Regions from separate parts of the Mus musculus genome. Here regions 2 and 3 are each linked to region 1. The links are chromatin contacts, called in public ChIA-PET and promoter capture Hi-C maps. All regions are on one chromosome and are shown on one strand. Each heading gives the region's core, a stretch centred on a gene start, on an enhancer-like site or on the middle of the called end of the contact. The rest is flanking DNA. Distances are from core to core; before and after follow the strand shown.

Evidence for each region. Promoter capture Hi-C pulls out the DNA fragments that hold promoters and counts their contacts. ChIA-PET counts read pairs in DNA pulled down with a chosen protein or histone mark.
Region 2: a promoter capture Hi-C map of pre-B cells shows a contact between it and region 1, with 2.8 times the contacts expected there. The contact joins the promoter of Stxbp3 here to the promoter of Cyb561d1 in region 1. A contact is called at or near these places in 3 of 39 promoter capture datasets (erythroid cells, neutrophils and pre-B cells), 1 of 484 Hi-C or Micro-C datasets (pre-B cells) and 1 of 115 datasets of contacts at active chromatin or transcription factors (pancreatic cancer cells).
Region 3: a contact with region 1 is called in an RNA polymerase II ChIA-PET map of effector CD8 T cells, with 7 read pairs. The contact joins the promoter of Gpsm2 here to the promoter of Cyb561d1 in region 1. A contact is called at or near these places in 2 of 39 promoter capture datasets (liver and pre-B cells), 1 of 484 Hi-C or Micro-C datasets (CD4 T cells), 1 of 115 datasets of contacts at active chromatin or transcription factors (effector CD8 T cells) and 2 of 9 other capture datasets (liver and pancreatic islet).

What each region holds. Positions count from the first base shown.
Region 1 is chr3:108,199,355-108,202,492 of GRCm38.p6, reverse strand. It overlaps Cyb561d1 (cytochrome b-561 domain containing 1), which reads left to right and starts at 1,659. Exons shown (of 3, transcript NM_001081320.2): 1 at 1,659-1,866; 2 at 2,331-2,368; 3 at 2,778-3,138. The coding sequence starts at 1,719. It overlaps Atxn7l2 (ataxin 7-like 2), which reads left to right. Exons shown (of 11, transcript NM_001289545.1): 11 at 120-265. The coding sequence ends at 134.
Region 2 is chr3:108,838,996-108,842,133 of GRCm38.p6, reverse strand. Stxbp3 (syntaxin binding protein 3) reads left to right here and starts at 1,632. Exons shown (of 19, transcript NM_011504.1): 1 at 1,632-1,714. The coding sequence starts at 1,666.
Region 3 is chr3:108,720,710-108,723,847 of GRCm38.p6, reverse strand. It overlaps Gpsm2 (G-protein signalling modulator 2 (AGS3-like, C. elegans)), which reads left to right and starts at 1,549. Exons shown (of 15, transcript NM_029522.2): 1 at 1,549-1,807.

The sequences.
Region 1 (3,138 bases), core at 410-2,909:
CTCGGTTGTATTTATTAGGCCAGCTGAAGGAATCCAAGGGTTAGCCCAGATGTTCAATGGGAAGGATAACAGGTAGGCCCCTAGCCTGACCCTGTCTCTTACCTCTTGTCTCCCTGCAGTCAAAAGCTCATTAACGAGAAAGTGCCTGCCCACTGCAACGGAGCCGCCAGCACCTCCTCCCCTCCAGATCTGGGCCCCAGGCTGCTGCCGCTTTTTATAACTTTATATTATTTTTTTTAAGAAAAAAAAAAAACTCTTTAAAATACCTCAAGACTGTCTCCCTGTTCTGTTGCTGCTAAGAAAATATAAAAACCAGAAACATAGAAAAGGATGGAAACTGATGTAGCCAAATGAGTGAGTGTCCTTACTCTCCGCAGCTCCAACCCGAGAGGCTGGGATGACAGGCAGTGTACACCCCAGCACACACACACTGCACACAGAAACCTGGAGCTGGCATCCCTGGGAATCTTCTCAGAGAGGATGATAAGGCATATGACGCTGAGTGAGCAGGCACCCCAGAGGCTTAAGAGCGACAACTATGGTTCCACTGGGAAAGAACTGAGAGGGAAGGGGTCTCACACCTGACGCCATCCTTGGGTTTTTGTCCTGAGGGTTTGTGGGAGTTAGCTTATGGCCCCTTTCTGGTTTTCTAGCTACTCTGGGCTTCCATCCCTCTACAAATGGCTGTTCTTGCCCTTCCCATGTCTTAAAACCAGCCTTAGTTCCTCAGCCATGCAGAGGTTGAGCTTGGCGATCACTGCTCTAGAAGTGCTGGACAGCTTTTTTTTTTTTTTTTTTTTTAATTATGGTGTCTGTGTGTGGGTATGCGCATGTGATGCCTGCGGAGGCGAGACGTGTGGGATCCCCCTGTAGCTAGTTACAGTCAGCTGTGAGCCCCCTGAGCAAGAGGAATATGCACTCTTAACCACAGAGCCATTTCCCTACCCACTGGACAGCTCATTCTGGTCTCTTCTGTGAGTTTGCCCTGAACGGAGTAAAGCTTCTCCCATATAGAACTCTTTAGGTTGGGTCATACCTTTTTGGAGGTAATAGTGTAGCAGAACTTGGGGTTGTGGAAAGCTCTGGTTCTACTGTGGCGGCAGCAAAGGCTGAAAGTGCCCCATGGATCTGGAATATTTTGAGGGGGCAGCGTGGGAGGGAGGGGATGGGGAGCAACTACGCCTGTAAGCAGGGATGATGAGATTGCTTCTTTTGGTTTTCATACCTGAAGTCATCAGATTAGATCACTAGGTTTTGGCTTTTCATTTATGTTAATACAGGGAGAAATCTTGTCTCTTGAACAAGCCAGAAATGTCTGAGAAGTAAGCAGTCCAGGGAATCCAGTACTTCTAGAAAGCTGCTCAGAACACTGGTTTCATGCTCTTGGGTCAGCGAATCAAGTGTGTGATTTGGGATTTCGCTGGTATCAGTTGCTACCGATGTAATTTTCGCAGACCTCTTGAGATACCCTTATAGACACAAAGATAGAATGAAGGTGGGTTGGGAGCTCGATTAGGTCAGTGGAGGTTTCCGGGAGCCGCCCTTTGGGGCCGAGGCGCTTCCCCCCCACTCTACAGAGGGCGCTGTGGGCACCTCCGCCACACGGCCCCGCAGCTTCCCCGGGGAGGAGCCTCTCCTGTAGCCGCCGCCGCCTCCGCGATAGCAAACCCGGAAGAAGCCTCTGGTAGCTGGATTGTGCCGGCCGGCCTGGCACTGCTATGCATTCCATGGAGGTAGGTCTGGTTCCCGCTCCAGCGAGGGAGCCGAGACTGACCCGCTGGCTGCGGAGAGGCAGTGGGATCTTGGCGCACCTGATAGCTTTGGGCTTCACCATCTTTCTGACTGTGCTGTCCCGGCCCGGAACCAGTGAGTGTGCGAGGCGAGGTGGGGCGGGGCCAAAGAAGGGGCGGAGCCTAGGCGCTGGAGGGGCCGCTTTGGGCGCACTGGGAGACTGGAAACCTGGACCCTCAGCTGAGGAGGGGCGGGTCCGGGAGTGGTTGTAAAAGCGTAGTAGGCGGGTTCCCGGAAGTCCAGGGAGGGTGGGGCTTGAAAAGACAGAACTGATACTTCCTTAGGAGGCCCTACATGGAAAAGCGTTAGAGGGTCCTGGGCAGGCTAAGGTACTCTAGGGACTGGGCTGCAGCAAGTGCAATCCCCAGGCCAAGGGGGTGTAAGGGCCCCTTGACTCCTCCCTTTGTGGTGAGCTCCTGATTCTTGTTTAGGTTTAAGATGATATGCTGACCTTGTGGCCCGGTCTTTGTCATTTACAAACCACGGGACAGTATCAGTGAAGCCCAGCCGTCAGCCTATTCTCTTTGATTCTTACTTAGGTCTTTTCTCCTGGCACCCTGTGTTCATGGCCTTGGCGGTGAGTTCGGATATTCTTAGATTAACTCTTGGGGAGACATTCAGTTTTTCAGCCTAAGGGTCAGAGAGATGGGTTTAAAGAGGGCTTCATCTTTCCCTAAAACCTATAGGATTGGGGAAAGTGGAGTAAAGTGTCAGGTGGCTGAGAAGGTCAGGGAAAGGGGGAACAGAAGATATTTCTCCTCTAGTGCCTAAAAGGAAGACGCAAGAAGGATGTTTATCAAGGCTTTGTCCTCAGAACTCAGTAGAAAGTTCTCAGTAGAATGTTTGCTGTTCTGTGGTCCAGAAAGGATGTGTGTGAGGCTGCAAGTCCTTAGCTTCCCCGTGTCCTTCTGAATGTGTGAGAAGACCTCCTTTTCCTTGCGCTCCATGTAGACTAGAGGCTCACTGGCCTTTCCTTATGATTACAGTTCTGTCTCTGCATGGCTGAAGCTATTCTACTCTTCTCACCTGAGCACTCCCTGTTCTTCTTCTGCTCTCGAAAAACCCGGATTCGACTCCACTGGGCAGGGCAGACCATGGCCATCCTCTGTGCTGTCCTAGGCTTGGGCTTCATCATTTCCAGCAAGATCCGAAGTGAGATGTCCCATTTGGTGTCCTGGCACAGCTGGATAGGAGCCTTGACACTGTTGGCCACTGGAGGACAGGCACTGTGTGGGCTCTGCCTCCTCTGTCCACGAGCAGCCCGGGTCTCAAGGGTGGCTCGCCTCAAGCTCTACCATCTGACGTGTGGCCTGGTTGTCTACCTGATGGCTACAGTAACGGTGCTCT
Region 2 (3,138 bases), core at 383-2,882, 640 kb before region 1:
GTGGAAATCACAGGTGTGCTAAAATAAGAAGCAGAAAGGAAGACTCATCAATCACCTCGATTGAACTTAGCATACCCAAAGGAACCCTGTGTGTAACTAATAGTTTGGGGTATAACCTCTGGCTCCATCTACCACCAGATAGATAGTCAACAAGGAAACTCTGTGTCAGAAAAGATCCCTCTTACCTGTTACTTAAATGTAATCTTGGTTGTCAGCAATTTACCGAAATGTGCTGTTTTAGTATCTCTGATTCTTCTCATACTATTGACAAGTATTGATGGAGAAATAAATAAACAAAATCTTTCAAACAAATGTTGACCGACAACATGGCTAAGATGGCTCTCCCCTTCTTTGGCCTGCTAATGTTTCTACTGGCTACCATAATTGGGCCCTGCATCCACCAAACAAGGCTAGAATCATTGCCACTTGACAACATTATTAAAGACAGTCCCCTATCAAGGATTTGAGAAGGACACAAAGGTCAAGGGGAGAATGAGAAACCTGCCTGACTCCATTTTTAAGGTAGGAGACATTTTGTTGTATTGTTAAACACAAAGTTTCGTTTATTGTAAGAGTTGAGTTTCTGTTTTTAAGTTTCTGTTTCTTGGAACCTGCCCTGCACCACCCTGTGACCATGACTTGTTTTTGAGAACACTTTGACCCTCCCTTATCACTAAGTACTTGGTTTTTGTCCTTTTGAAATTTTCCTATACTTCCCAACTGCCCTGTTGTCTTGCTTCTGTAACACTGTTTTGCAACTACTTGTTATTTTGCTCCTTAAAAGGGACTCTCAGCACTTCTCTCTCTAACCCCTAATTGGCCAGGTCTCTGGTGCTCCTGGATATAATAAAGCTTGCTTCAATTTTAGCTCTAAAATTATGGTAGTGGTCTTACTCCTGCCTTGTGGAATTAACAATTCTAGGAATCGTGCTCTATAACTTAAAATGTAAAATTCTTCATAGGAATAAGAGGGTCTCTCATTTCTTAGACTTTTCTGAAACTCTATCACAGTTCTGGGAACACTGGTGGTTACCTTACAGCTTAAATAATCAATGATCTTCAAAAATTATTAAAATGAAGTTGAGAGGGATAGACTTCCCATATGGCGGTTGAACAGGCTTCTGAACAGTATAGTTTGAATTGCTTTGCTGAATGAAACATTATTTTGTAAAGCATAAAGTCTCCGTATTGGGGATGGCAGGATGTGTCTTGACAACTTAGGTTCCATCCCAAGACCCACACTGTGGAAGATGAGGTCTTCTGACCTTCACCTGCGAGCCTTGGTATGCACACATGCATACATACACACAGATAAATGTAAAATAAAAAAGACCCGGTATGTATAAATTCATAATTGTATAAATTGTGTTAGTTCACATATTTGCTTTCTGATGCCAAATTGGACACTGAGATATGGGTTATAGTAGGCTTCCGCTAGGGGGCGCCAGACAGTGCACAGAAGTCTGACCACACTACGCAGCCGCAGTCCAGGCACAGGCGGGACACGCCCTAGTTGATGCGCGTGACGTCACCTGAGGGCGCGGCCCGCGGAGGGGGCGGAGCCTCCCCACCGCGAGGGGAAGGGCCCGCCCCCGAGCGCAGCTTTCAGGGCCAAAGTAGGTTGCGAGTGGGAGGCGGTGGCTGTAGCTCCACGGCTGGGGGAAGATGGCGCCGCCGGTATCGGAGCGGGGACTGAAGAGCGTCGTGTGGCGGAGTGAGTGCGGAGGGGTCAGGGATGAGGCCGGGAAGGGTCGGCTGTACGGGGGTCTTCTTTCCCGCTGCAGCTCTGCAGCCTCTCTGGGAGCTGCATGGGCACTTGTTGCTTTGGGACCAAGTCCCTGGCTTGACTCCTTCCGGCTTGCCCAGAGTCGGGTTTCGTGCCAGCACCAGGGATGGGCGGGGTGGCCAGACGCGGCCTTCTCCGCGGCTTTGGCCAACTCTCACCCCGGTGAGGTTCTTCCGCAAAGCCCCACCCTTGGGCGACCTGACTCGGGCCGACTTTCCCTCCCAAGTCCCTGTGCTGTCCCGGGACAGCTCTTCCCATTGCACCCCCCTCGCCACACCAGGCACGGACGTCTCTCCATCCGACACAGTCTGAGCTCTGTGTTACTACTCTGTCCCGCCCTCGTCCCCGTGTTTTCAGAAGCCGCTTGGTGTCCCATATTCATGTTAGCACCGAGGGTTTTTACTACCATCCTTTTCAGTGTCTTGTCCTTTAAAAAGTGCAGGCGTAGCTTTTCAAGAGCGCCTTCTGCCACTGTTCCAAGAGAATATGACTTGCTTTAAAAAAAAAAAAAAAGAGTTCTTGAGAAAGCAACAGCGGACTGTTAAAGTTTTATCTAGTATCCGGTCCCTGCATAGTCTGCTCCTTGTGTTACAATTGGTCTTCTTGTTGGTTCGACCAACTTTAATGACTTTTATTAAAATGACACCAAACCTAGGTCTGCCAGGTTAGAAGAGCAATGAAAGCAGCAAACCGGAAGGACCTTCCTTGTTTGGCATCTCTGGGTTCTAAGTAATTATAGTCTAGTAGTAGAAAAGGAATAACGTCTTATTAGTGTTTCTTACTCCGACTTGGGGAACAAGGAACAGAATAGGAATTAGCCAACAGAATTCTGCCTTCAAGAATTCCTTGTATAAAATTAAAATCCAAAACAGTACAGGCATGGTGTTTACCATATAGAAGGTACTAAATAGATAAGTAGACTTTGTGAAATACAAAATTATCCTTTCATATTTATTATTTTCAAATTTATCCTTTCTGGGGGCCTGCAAGGTGGCTGAGTGGGTAAAGGTGCTTGCTGTCAAGCCCAAGGACACGAATTGCATCCCCAGGGACCCACGTGATGTAAGGAAAGCACTGACTTAGGCAGATTGTCTATATTGACTCTCATACGAAAGTGGGTGACAAATTGTGCTGAAGAAATTACTTCTGAGTTATAATGGCACCTTATATCAGGGCTTATGAGAAAAAGATACCGTTATGCTAGTAACGCCAGTATCAATAGCATGAAGATAACAGGCTTTCCCTGTTCTTGTTAACTTAGGGTAACACCAGGCTCACCACATGGAGAGTAGAATATAGATAGGCAGGCTGGATGAAAGGAAAAAGATGTAAGGCTGTAAAATAGTCTTAGG
Region 3 (3,138 bases), core at 300-2,799, 520 kb before region 1:
GATCAAGATGGCCTCAAACACACAGAGACCCACTTGCTTGTGCCTCCCAAGATCTGGCATTAAAGGTATGTGAGACAATACCTGACTCTTGTTATTTTTTGTTTGTTTGTTTGTTTGTTTTTGTTTTGTTTTGTTTTTTGACCATTAAATGTCTTCAAGTAGAAGAATGGCACAATCTCATGGATGCATGCGTTTGGAAAGAAGATTTACAAAACAGTTCAACTGATTAGGAAGATAGACATTGCTGATAGCTGAGATAAAAAGTCCAATCTATGAGAGAAGGGGGCACAGGAAAGAAACGATTCGCTTTGGCTATGCAGAATTTAAAATACTTTTTATTGTGGTTTACTGTACCAATTCCCACAAAGAATTTATGAGTATGGAAGAATTATAATATCTACCTCTGAAATAGTACAACCAGCTAATTCAGCTTTTTATAAGAACTTGGTATTAAGGGTGCTCGCTGATAATAATAAGAGAACCACTTATTGAACAGCTTCGATGTGTCAGCAGCTGTGTTAACCATTTCATAAACTTTACCTCCTGAAGCATCATGACAGACCTTATTAGAGGAGGTCTCATTATCTGTGTTTTACAGCTGAGGAAGCTAAGGCTACAGAGGACAGACGCCTAACTGGTTCAAAATCAGTCAGTAGGAAGAGGCCCGAGCTGAAATTCAAACCCAGGTCTGGCTGGTGCTAACACTATCTCTATACAGTTTTCCATGACACACATATAGTGGTCACGGCCATCACCACAGAGATGCTGAAACTAGAATTTCTTTAACAGGTGCCCAATCCTGTAAAACATTAAAATTTCATCCCAGTGGAGAAATAGGCAGTGGCTATAGATAATGTAATGTAACCAACGTCATCAGCTTCACAGCAGAGACTCTAGTTTAAACATTTGATGAACAAGCTAAGATCTATTTTTTGGTGAACTTGATATGAAGGCATGAATAGAATGGGAATGCAAGCCGCCGGAGCGGATTAAATTCGCCATCTCTGCTTTTCCTGGGAACCAGCGATCCTGCAGTCAGAAGAAGTTTGCTTTCCCAACATCTGGAAACGCCAGAACTGTGTGTGACACTGCCTCAAGAACTGAGGCTCCTTGTTCAGACTTTCACACGGGACCCTCTGTTCCTTTCACACAGGCCTCTTTCTTTCTCACATCTGCCTCTTGGAAGACTTTCCCAGGGCGGGACTGAGCCTGCAGGGAAAGAGGCAGTGGACTGGGGCTCCTGGGTTCAAAGTCTGAACTAGACCCAGCTTGAACTCTGATGTTTATTGTCCCACTTTTCGCCATCTGAAGGAGAAATTCGAGGACAATAAGCTTCTAGTTGGCGGAGGATCTATCCGCAGCAGAGGAGAATCAAGCGCTACAGTCCGAGAGGCAAACCCCACACACAGATCTTTAGAAGGAGGGAGCCCTGGCTCGTCTAGCCCCGCCCTCCACCCGCCTAGCCCCGCCCCACCGGTGCCATTGGCCGGTCCAAAAAACGCGGGGCGTTGTCAGTTTGAATGGGCGAGCCTGGAGCTAGGCGCAGGCGCAGAGGAGTACAGGCGCTGAGGGAGCCTTGCTGGCGGTGAGACCCTCTGAGAGGCCAGGGGGAGGCCGAAGCTCTGGCCCACGTGACCTGCCGGGGGCGGGCGCCCGGGGCGCTCGCCAGCCTCCCGCGGTGCCCCTGCTTGGCTCGGCGTCGCCGCCGGGACCCGACTTGGGGAAGCGCCGCGGTTCCTAGTCTACGGCCAGAGGCGCTCATCCCTGCAGCGGTTCCTTGTTCTCAGGAGCCGCGGGCCGGAGGGAGGTGAGCGGAGCCTGAGGGGGTGACCCAGTGGGGTGTGTGGGGGCGTGGGGCGGGGGTCTCTGGACCACCGAGGCTCGACGGGCTCGGGTGACGCTGGGACCCGGGAGCTCCGTGGGGGGCTTCGCACCCGCACCATTTAGGCTGTTGTCCCCTAAGTGAGGGGAGACTGGGGATCGGGCTTCTGCAGACCTTGAAAATACTTGCTGGGATGCAGCGACTTCACGCGTTTTCCGAGCGTAACAGACGGTGGATACAAAGCCGAATCCCAGTGGATTCGAATCCCAGGCACGTCGCCGGCCCCGGGTCTCCACACCAGACACCTTTGTCAAGTCACATTTAAACTCCTGAACTTTTCGGATCCCAGACTTACTGGCAAGCGAAACTGATAGATCGTTGTAACCAGCTTTATAGCAAGCGTAACATGTTTGAGATCTTAGCCGGAAAGCTGTAAACTTAGTATCTTCAGATGAAAAGTGGAAAACGTAATTTCCTTGTATTTTAATGGTAAACAATTAGGTGGCTTTAACAAGTATCATTTGAACTCTGTTGAAACGAGTAATGATGGCAATGTTTATTTGCCTTAATGCATTATTTAAACGCCGGGTAGACTTAGAATAGGTAAGTTCTTGACTCTCCTCTCGGTGCTTTGTGTTGATTGGACTGCTGTGTGGTTTGTGTTGTAAGTTTTTGTCACCAGCGAAGCAGAATTTTCAGACTGCCTCTTTGGAAGGCTAAACTGAAGATTTTCCGGCTTGTTAGTAACCATCGTGATTGCTTCTGGTAAAGAGCACTTTTGCCTGGGGTTTCGACGTGCTAAGAGCAGAGATTCGTTCCGCCTAAGTTCAAAAGCGAAGGTTCCTGTCCTTTGACTTGAGGGCAGTGGGGGAGTTCAGGGATGCCCGGCCGGTTCTAGGCATTCATAGGCCCCTCTTGCAAACTATTTCTAACTTACAATTCGAGGATTGGACTGGTTATGAATTCAGAGACTGTGGAGTATTGTGGAAGCGTGTCCCACGGAAAAATAGTTTAGCTGAATTTTCAGTAGGTCAGACATACACTATTACAAGTATGTTTTGATGTAAACCTGAGATTTAATAGTAGGCTAGTTACAAAGGTAATGCACTATATATAGTGTGGCTCCCCACACCTCACCTCCTCTGTACTTGGGTTTGAACTCTAAACCATGTGAACACTAAGCAAGAGTTCTATCACTGAGGTAATTCCAGATTATTCATTTATTAATTAATTAATTCATTCATTCATTTATTTGAGACCTATTGTTGCTAAATGTTTAGGGCTGGCCTGGAACTTGGAATCCTCCTGTCTCAGCC